2 separate regions of the Mus musculus genome follow, and region 1 is linked to region 2. A link is a contact called in public promoter capture Hi-C data. All regions are on one chromosome and are shown on one strand. The core of a region is the stretch at or near the end of the contact, and the rest is flanking DNA. Distances in the headings are between cores, read along the strand shown. Region 1 has its middle 13 kb from the start of Tox2. Region 2 overlaps Chd6 (chromodomain helicase DNA binding protein 6).

Evidence for each region. Promoter capture Hi-C pulls out the DNA fragments that hold promoters and counts their contacts.
Region 1: a promoter capture Hi-C map of stem cell-derived epiblast-like cells shows a contact between it and region 2, with 4 times the contacts expected there. The contact joins two enhancer-like sites. A contact is called at or near these places in 2 of 39 promoter capture datasets (hippocampal neurons and stem cell-derived epiblast-like cells) and 1 of 115 datasets of contacts at active chromatin or transcription factors (embryonic forebrain).

The regions. Positions count from the first base shown.
Region 1 is chr2:163,187,594-163,192,708 of GRCm38.p6, forward strand. No RefSeq gene overlaps it. Among named protein-coding and RNA genes, the nearest start is that of Tox2, 13 kb to the right of the region's middle. RefSeq lists an enhancer at 1,070-3,943. Within about 2 kb of position 2,993, at least 42 of the 459 cell types and tissues checked have an H3K27ac peak or open chromatin away from gene starts, as enhancers often do. A contact at or near this core is called in stem cell-derived epiblast-like cells, where this site is marked.
Region 2 is chr2:161,063,074-161,067,656 of GRCm38.p6, forward strand. All of the region lies in intron 1 of Chd6 (chromodomain helicase DNA binding protein 6), which reads right to left. Among named protein-coding and RNA genes, the nearest start is that of Chd6, 44 kb to the right of the region's middle. Within about 2 kb of position 3,183, at least 24 of the 459 cell types and tissues checked have an H3K27ac peak or open chromatin away from gene starts, as enhancers often do. A contact at or near this core is called in stem cell-derived epiblast-like cells, where this site is marked.

The DNA of each region.
Region 1 (5,115 bases), core at 1,743-4,242, 2.1 Mb after region 2:
GTTTCTAGAGCCCACACATCATGTTACTTCTTATTCTTGACTTCTCTTGGTATTCCCGCCACAAGAGCAGCTTCATGAAGGCAGAAACCCTTCTGTTCACTCTCTCCCCAGTGCTCTGTGATCCAAAACAGTCTGTTAGATGAATGGACGGACACGTGCTCCTTTGGAACGCCCCGTTCTCCATATGGCAGAGGAGGGACAGGCTCTCTTGCCAGTCCCTCGCTTCTTTCCCCAGTGCTTCCCTGAAGGCTTCCCGACTCTGACGGTTGGATGCACATGCTCTCCCTTCACCTCAGTGCCTTGTTACTTCCGGCTCAGTTGAACATTCTACATTGGCTTTATTCATTTTTAATATTAGTTTTTCACAGTTAAAAAAAACCTGAGTAATTATAATTTCTTCTCTAATCTCATGTTTCCTAGGTTTCACATTAATTTTTTTTTTAAATTTGGGGCTTAAACTGTTCTTTCAGAAAATAGTTTTTGTCAGATGATGATGATGATGACTGTGTCTGTGTGTGTATGAGAGAGAAAGAGAGGGAGAGGGAGAGAGGGAGAGAGAGAGAGAGAGAGAGAGAGAGAGGGAGAGAGGGAGGGAGAGAGGGAGGGAGGGGGAGAGAGGGAGAGAGAGAGGGAGGGAGGGGGAGAGGGAGAGAGAGAGGGAGGGAGGGAGAGAGGGAGAGAGGGAGGGAGGGGGAGAGGGAGGGAGGGGGAGAGGGAGAGAGGGAGGGAGGGAGGGAGGGAGAGAGAGAGATGTTGACATATCACACAGAATCCCAAGGTAAAGGATGGGAGGATTATTGGTCAGGGGCAGGCAATATTATTAATATTACTATTTCCTTAGTACTTGCTAAGGTAGCCAAGCAGAGATTTCAGAGAGGAAGCAGAGCAGAGACTACAGACCTTACAGAATGGTGTGGTTTGAGTGTGCCTTCCAAATGTCACCTGTGGGGGACCTAATCCCTAAATCTACTTACTAGTGTCATTTAAGGGGGTGGGGGGGGCTGAGGGAAATAAGTAGAGTTAGCAGAGGCCATGATAGACTTAGCAAAGGAGCAGACACCCGGGCTAGCCCGTGGACACAGTGAGAAACTCTGATACCACAGCATCTCTCAGATGCCCAGCTCCAGAACCATAAGAGAGAAATCTTTGTTTTTCTAAAGTGTTCTACACAGTATTCTAGTTTCCCTGCTGCTGCGGTAGTAAGACATTCTGGCCAAAAGCAGCTAAGTGAGAAAAGGCTTTATTTGGCGTTTACTTCCGGGTCACAGTCTATATCATCAAGGGACATCAGGCATGACCCAAGTTCATTCCCTGGGACCCATATGGGAGAAGGAGAGAGCAGTCACCTGCAAGTTGACCGCTGACCTCCACAATGCTCTGTGGCATCCACTCCCCCAGTAAATAAATGCAAGAAAAAGAATTTAAACCTGAAATGTTCCTGTCACAGAGACCACCAAAAGAGTGACCACAGAAACCAGAGAGTCAGATCAGCAGATACAGCGCTTCCTAGGCAAGCATGAGACCCGAGGTAGGATCCTTAGCAGCAATGTACAAATACAGGGCATGTTTGACACCTCAGTGCTAAGGGTGGAGAGTAAGGACAGGCAGACCCCTGGCACGCACTGCTTAGCCCAGCTAGCTGTTACAGGCAGCAAGTTCCAGATTCAGTGAGAGAAAATAAGATGATGAAAGCAACAGAGGAAGCTGGCCTCTGGCCTCGCGCATACGTGTATGGGCACACATATGTATTTATATTCCACACATAAATGCACACACCACACACAAATACAGTTAAAAAAACAAAGTGGAGGTATATAGGGTGGGAGAAAATATATCTGACGAGAGACTTATAAGTAGAATATACAGCGAGGCCCCCACTTCAACTCCATGCAAAGGATATTAAGATTCATTTTTACCGTGGATGTAGATATTGGTAGAGGTTTACAGAGGGTGGAGATATCAGCCCCCTGTCCTCCCCGCCATTTTTCACGTCTGCTCAGAGCTCAGATTTCACCCTCTCCACTCCAGGTTTCTGCCCCTGCTTTCTCCTTTCCCATCTGGTCTGAGACTGTGTGCTCAGGGGTGTGGCTGTGCAGGTGAACAGGTGGAAACTGCTATGGGGCAGGTCGGTGCTGGAGGATGTGTTGATTGACATGCAGGGCTCACCACGCTACATGAGAGTGTATAGGACCAAGAGTGAGAATTTAGGAAGTGTCCCCGCAGCAGCTGGGCTCCTGTCTGTCTTCCACAGCAGTCCCTGTGAATCTCAACAACAAAACAGCTTCCTCCCCCACCTCCCCGCTCCCCACCCCCATCCACCGAATCAAATCCAAGAGCCTGGCTTTACATTTTCAAGTATCTGGGCAATTCCACTGTGACCCAAAACAAGAATCTCTGGGCTGTCTTTTATGATGCCCCAGTTAACAGTTTTTCCTCTTCACACTTTTCTAGCACTGCAGCCTAGGGCAAGTCAGAACCGAGGCAAGCCTCATGAACTTCGTAGGTTCTTATGCTAACAGTCACAAAGACCTCACAGCCAGAGAAGACACAAGTGTCCCATAATTAGAGGCCGGGGGTCTGTTCCTGGGGCTCACTTGTTCTATAACAATGGCCTTGCTCAGCCCTGGACCACCAGGCCTACCCAGCTCAGCCCCTCCACATTCCAATCTCCTGAGAGAAGACTCCAGTCCTCACAGCTTTAACCCTCTCCTGACAAAACCCCAAAGGCCAGTGCTGAGGTTGGGGAGCCAGAAGGAAATGGGAACAGACTCCAGGAGTGAGTGGCTGTTTGGGGCAGCCTGCACTTTGCACTTAAGCTATTTAATTTGTTAGGATCTGACAAGACATAACTTATGAGCAGGGGTACAGCCACCCCCCTGGGGACCCTGGGTGGGCCAGAGTTTGAGGGGCACTGAACGATCCTTACTTCCTTCGGATAGAGTTGGCTACAAGGACAAAGGCTTCCTCCTGAACGTATCTGTCACTCAGCCCATCACAGTAGATTTCTGCCTGGGTGAGTGACCCAGTACCAGGAGGCAGTATGTGACTGTGACAAGAACTCACAGGGCACTCTAAAGCCCATGTCAGATCTTGGCTAAACTCTGCCCCTGCCCCGTCCCTCCTCACACCCCACCCCCATCCCTCCAGTTCTAAATCTTAATGGCGGCTTCTCCAGTGGTAACTGAGTTCTTAATATTTCCAGAGTATTTTGAAGATACTTGGAGACCTTCTCCTGCTCTCACACTCCATGGCTTCTCTGGCCCCTCTAACCTGCCCCACTGATCTCTTGATAGTAGCACCCAAGTGATGTCCCTGGACAGGCCACCAGCCTGCTACAGCCAAGTGCTACTTTAGCAGAGCCCTTCCCCGAGTGTCCTGCCTTCTCCATCTTGACCCACGCCATTCCCTGCTTCTTCCCCTCTGCAGTTTTCATTAGCACTTGTAATCTTGTTCACCGGGTACAAGTTTAAGTAAGGCGTGGTTTCTATTTTGCTAGTGCCTGGCCTTCTGTTTAAAATGGTGCTGAATATGTTATAAACGCTCTCCCCTGCCCCCCCCTCTATACACACACACACACACACATATACATATATATATCATACATGTATAAGCACACACACATATACATACATATTCACACACACTCTTGCACACCACATGTGTACATACACTCACACAAGTATTCATACACACTCACACATGAGCACACACACACACACACACACACACACACTAATGCACACACGTGCCCGTACATGAACTCATGCACACACACACATACTCATACACTCACACACTGCTGAATGAGTGAATGGATCTTGCCAACGTCTGACCACTATTTTCTTCATTTTGCAGACATGAAAGTGGAGGCTCAGAGACACCTTCCCCGGGTCAGAACTTAAGTGCTGGTTGAAGGTAGGTGTTGAACCCAGGACTGAACTGCTCCCGGAGTCACTTGGCCAAGGGCAGGAGAGGCCACTCTCCGAAGTCTCGCAACTTCCTGCTAAGTGTTGCTGCTGCATTGCTGTTTCACACAGTCAATGGACCAACATGGAGACTTTACTTTTCAACTGTGTTTTTGCTTGTTTGTTTTTGTTTTAGTGAAACAGGGTCTTACTACACTACTCAAGCTCCTTAAATTCCTGAGCTCAAGTGATCCATCCTCCTGTCGCAGGCTCCTGAATAACTGCAGGTGTGCTCAACCATACCTGATTTTAAGGCCAGAGGTCAACTTAACCAATGTCTCCAGAAGTCAGAGGAGGAAACAGGGCAATCGGTGCAGAAGGAATGGCCTGGGGTGGGGGAGAGGAAGGGGGAGGGAGGGAGGGAGGGAGAGAGAGTGTGTGGTATCCTGAGGGTCAAGAATTCTTCCAGGATATTTCCAGAAATAAGCTCCAGAATGGTCTTCACGAAAAAATAAGTGATCTCCATGCAAAATGTTTTAGTCGGGGTCTCTATTGTGGTGATAAAACACCATGACCAAAAGCAACTTGGGGAGGAAAGGGTTTCTTTCAGCTTCAACCTTCTTGTCAGAGTCCATCTTTGAAGGAAGTCAGGTCAGGAACCTGGAGGCAGGAACTGAAGCAGAGACTCCGGAGGGGTGCTGATTGCTTCCTTGTTCCTCGTGGCTTGCTCAGCCTGCTTTCTTATACAACTCAGGACCACCTGCCCAGAGATGGCTCTACCTACCTCCTACATCAATCATTAACCAAGAATCAGAGGATAGGTTTCCATACAGGTTATAAAACCAACACAGAAAGAAATAAGGTGGGATGTTGCTAAACAGCCAGATCTTAAGGAAGACTTGGTCTAGTAAGGATGCACAATCTACCTGGTCTTGAGTTCAAGTCCTCCTGTGCTCGAGACTCTGTGCACACTAAGCAAATGCTCTCCCACTGAGCTACACAGCACATCCCTCAGTTAGAATGTTTCTCGCGGATCTGTGGGAACTTAACAAACTGATTATGAATCTGAAAGAACTGAAGGGAATCGTCTGAAATATGACCTTGAGTGACATTTGCCTGACCTACTTAGCAGGTTATGTGGTATTGGAAGTGGATACAAATGGAAGTCAGGGAACTGGTGTTAGGCATGGACTGTTCCGGGTGCTTACTC
Region 2 (4,583 bases), core at 1,933-4,432:
GGCCCTACTTTCCACACTAACAGGCAAGTGGCACTTTCTTTTCAAGCTTTCCTAAAACCACTCAAACAAGGTGCCACTAGATCTCTAAACTGCCCAACCCTCTCTCACTCCCCAGCTCCACTTTAAGGAATGCATCACAAAGAAATGAGCCAGGAAGGAAGGTGCTTGAGCAGCAGAGGATGGCTATGGGATGAGGGGTGGGATGAAGGAGGACACTTCCCACTGCACAGGTTCTTGGGCTTCTGTCATGAGCACATGTCAGAGAAGATAGTAACACAGGCTAGGAAGGCTGGGAAGAGGCACAAGTGTTTCCCTCACCTGTACTCTGAAACTCAAGGCAATGTAGATCATGTGACTCTACAAGTGTGATGGTTATTCTTGGTTGTCAACTTGACTACAATAAAATTAACTAAAAGTCAAATGGCTGGGCACACCTGTGGGAGATTTTTTTTCTTAAACAATTTGAAGTAGGAAGACTCACTTCTGATGTGGTTCTTTGAGGTAGGAAGATCCACCTTTAATCTGGGCCACACCTTCTGCTGAACATGGAAGAAGGAAGCTTCCCTTCTGCCTGCTTGCTCGCTCTCTCACACACACTGGGAGCCTACTTTTACAGGACTCCGTCCTGTGTATACTGAAGACCATGTGAGACATCCAGCCTCATGAACTGAGCAACTACTTGATTCAGAGACCTTCTGTACACAAATATATATAAATCCCATAAACAAATATAAATGAAAGATTCATTCTATAGGTTCTGTTACTTTAAAGAACCCTGACTGTTCAGGGTTAACTGTTCCAGTACACTGAAAAGAACCCTGGGAAAGCCTAAAATCATTACTGTTAGTTCATTTCTGGATGCCCTATAGGTTGCCACCAACCTGCATGCTACCACCCCACAAAATAGCAGCAATTAATAACATCAGTAAGTGCTGAATGGACACTTCAAAACACTGTACAGTTCCTAAACACCTTACAATCTATAAACATCCTCTTTGAAACTACCCCTACTTTTTAAAAGGCTTTCTGATGACAAAACACAAAACACACACACAGAAACCCTGGACCTCATCTTTCTGTAAAGCTGGATGCCGTGCACCAGGAATGGTTTGTGCTTCCGCACACAGAAAAGGTTTTACGGCCTCTGCTGCTGTGTCACCAGAACTCACAAGTTGTGATTAGATCGTGACTCAGTGAAGAACAAATCAAATAGTAATTTCAGAATCTCAACACTTAATTAAACAACATAACTTATACATGTCAGAACACTCATTCAGTCACACAGCACCTCAGTTTAAGAACCTGGATTTCGGTCACAATGAGGACCCAGCACTTAGGACCCCTCAGCTACCTCAGCTTCCCATTCTACCTGTGATCATTAGTGTTGACAACTGTTGGCAGAATTTAGACCACCTGGGAAGTGGGCCTCTGGGCACGCCTGTGAGGAGTGACCTTATTACATTAACTGATGTAGGAAGAGCCATATGAACTGTGGGTGGCTCCATTCCTTGGGCAGGGGACGCTGGACTGCGGAACACAGAGAAAGCGAGCACTGGCCTGTGTTCCCCCTGCTGCTTCCTGATCTGTGGATGATGAGTGACCAGCAGTCTTCAAGCTCCTGCAGCTTTTCCTTCCCTAGATGAAACAGGACGTACACTGAACTGTCAGCCAGAGAAAAAGAGCTAAGACATCGCGTATCTGCCCTTGAGACACAAAGTGGACAAAGTTACTTATATCACACTGGACGTGAAGCAAATTATAGGTGTTATTAAATATCAAGAATTTGAAGTGCCAAAAATCAGAGTTCAAAACCAATGTCTGGGAGTGATTATGGAAGATCCCTTCCAGAGGTTTCACAGATTGTCAAATGGGGACACCTGCCCCAGAGGGGTCAGGAGAATTAAAGAGGATGACAATCTATGGCATCTGTCACACAGTGAATAAAAACTCTATGACAGCTATAAGTGCTGACAACCCTTAAGGTCAGATAAGGTGGCAGCACTCCAGAGGACTAGTCCCTGGGCGTCCACCCCTGACAATGGTGACAGAGAGTCTCCAGGAGGAAGGTGTTTTGAAGCAGGTCAAAGAGAATGATAAAGGGCCAAAGTATAATGACCATGGTAGGGGGTGAACTTTGATAGGAGTTGAAAGATTTTAAAATGAAGAGACTAAGTTTTTTAGCACAAATTTATAACCCTTAGGCATGTAATAAATATGAATGGTGAGAACTACTGGATGGGGGCACTTCTGTTATACAAAGCATTAAATTCAAGCTTAGTGTATGTATTACTTTGCAAACGGCCAGAGGCCAATCACCTCGGCTCCATTTCATTATATTCTAGAGTCTCTGTCTCTTCAGAGTGTCTTTTCTTGTCTAAGAGGAACAGTGCCTCCCCATCCTCAATCTCTCGTCTCACTGTAATCCTGCTCTTGAGGCTTGTTTTTCTCTGTCATTCTGCTTTTGGGTTCTGAGTTTACTACAGCTGTCTTCTGTATACAACACAGGAAAGTTAGCCACTTTATTCATGCTATACTCCTAGGAGCTAGACTCTCATGGGCTTGTAGTGAAATGCTTAGCGAACATTTATTGAATGAGAGGTTCATTTCCCCTAGTTTTAAAAAAAAATCACTAATTTCCCACTTTCTGTAGCTCTTGTTTCAGCAAAGAAGCATGTTCAACTCAAAATAGTAGCAACTGTAACAAACCCTATCTATACACACCACCCAGTCCTCCTCCTTTCATTCGCTTCCTGCTTCAGAATGCTCATCCTACTGTTTTCTTTGGGGTGTGGGGGAAATACTCTTACAAAGAGTGTACACTCTAAACTATGGATTTAACATATGAACATTCACTCATCATTAAACAATGAATCAAATTAATACAAGATGTTAATAGAGAATTTTTGTGGGATAAGAGATAGGGTGTTTGGGAACATTTTATACTATTCTGTACATTAAGAAGGCTAATTTAAAATTTTTATAAATGTTTTTAAAATTTCACAGTATACTTTGATTATATTCTTTGCCCTCCAACTTCATATTTTCTAAGAAAAAGAAAGAAAGAAAAATAGAAAAGAAGAAAGAAAAAGAAAGAAAAGAAAAGGTGGAGCTGTTTTGTGTTGGCCTGTGGGCATGCGGTCTGGAGCGGGGCTGATGTAACCGGCAGTCCACGGAGAAAGTAGACTGTCGCTCTCCTAGCAGCTATCAACTGCACACAGCTTCTCGGGTTAGGAGCGGGGCTCCTAACCACGGGTTTCTTGAAGATTTTTTTTCCAATTCTGATTGAGCTCAGCTTCCCTTTACAGGCTCCTCTCAAATGTCTCGGCTTCCAGGACTTAATCCACTCAACCCCACAAAGTCTCCTGAAAATTCTTTTAAACACCCAAGCTTCTCTACACAATGACCACTGTGCACTTCTAAATCCAAGCCTGCTTCTGATCTTTATGCAGATGTACCCAGCCTAATCCCAGCCGGTCTAGCTAGGGATCACAGGCACCCCTTCAAGTCCTGAGAACTAACCTCAAAAGCACCACCTGTTTGCATGCCTATGCTCCTGTTGGAGAGCAGTGGTCTGCAACCTGCCTCTCAGCCTAAACTCTTTTTGGTCTCCCTTACCTGTAACTGTTTTGTAATTCCTAAATCATGTTGTTCCTCCCCAGCACACTTTGGTTTATTCCCACCCACTTTGGCATCACTTCCTGTCTGAAAGAGCCTCCCTAAGGACCTCTCTATACTCCATGTTGTCTATTGCCCTAACCCTACCATTTACAGAGACAAAGTTTGGAGCTGTGATGAAAGGATGGACCATCTAGAGACTGCCATATCCGGGGATCCACCCCATAATCAGCTTCCAAACGCTGACACCGTTGCATACACTAGCAAGATTTTGCTGAAAGGACCCAGGTAGAGCTGTCTCTTATATGCTGGTGCCTAGCAAACACAGAAGTGAATGCTCACAGTCAGCTATTGGATGGACCACAGGGCCCCCAATGGAGGAGTTAGAGAAAATACCCAAGGAGCTAAAGGGATCTGCAATCCTATAGGTGGAACAACAATATGAACTAACCAGTACCCCCCTGGAGCTCGTGTCTCTAGCTGCATATGAATCAGAAAATGGCCTAGTAGGCCATCAGAGGAAAGAGAGGCCCATTAGTCGTGCAAACTTTATATGCCTCAGTACAGGGGAATGCCAGGGCCAAGAAGTGGGAGTGGGTGGGGGAGCGTGTGGGGGACTTTTGGGATAGCATTGGAAATGTAAATGAAGTAAATACCCAATTAAAAAAAATATTTTCCCTGAAATGCTAACACAATTGTTCTCAACATTCCTTTAATACAGTTCCTCATGTTGTAGTGACCTCCAACCATAAAACTATTTGTGTTGCTACTTTGTAACTAATTTTGCTGGTGATGAATTGAAATGTAAACATCCAATATGCAGGATATCCTTGCAAAAGGGTCATTTGACAGTCCCCAAAAGGTCCTGACCCACAGGTTGAGTATCACTGTGCTAACAAAATCAGATACCTCTTTAGTAGGTACTGTGGGTTTTTGTTTGGACATAATATTTTTATTGGTTATTTGAA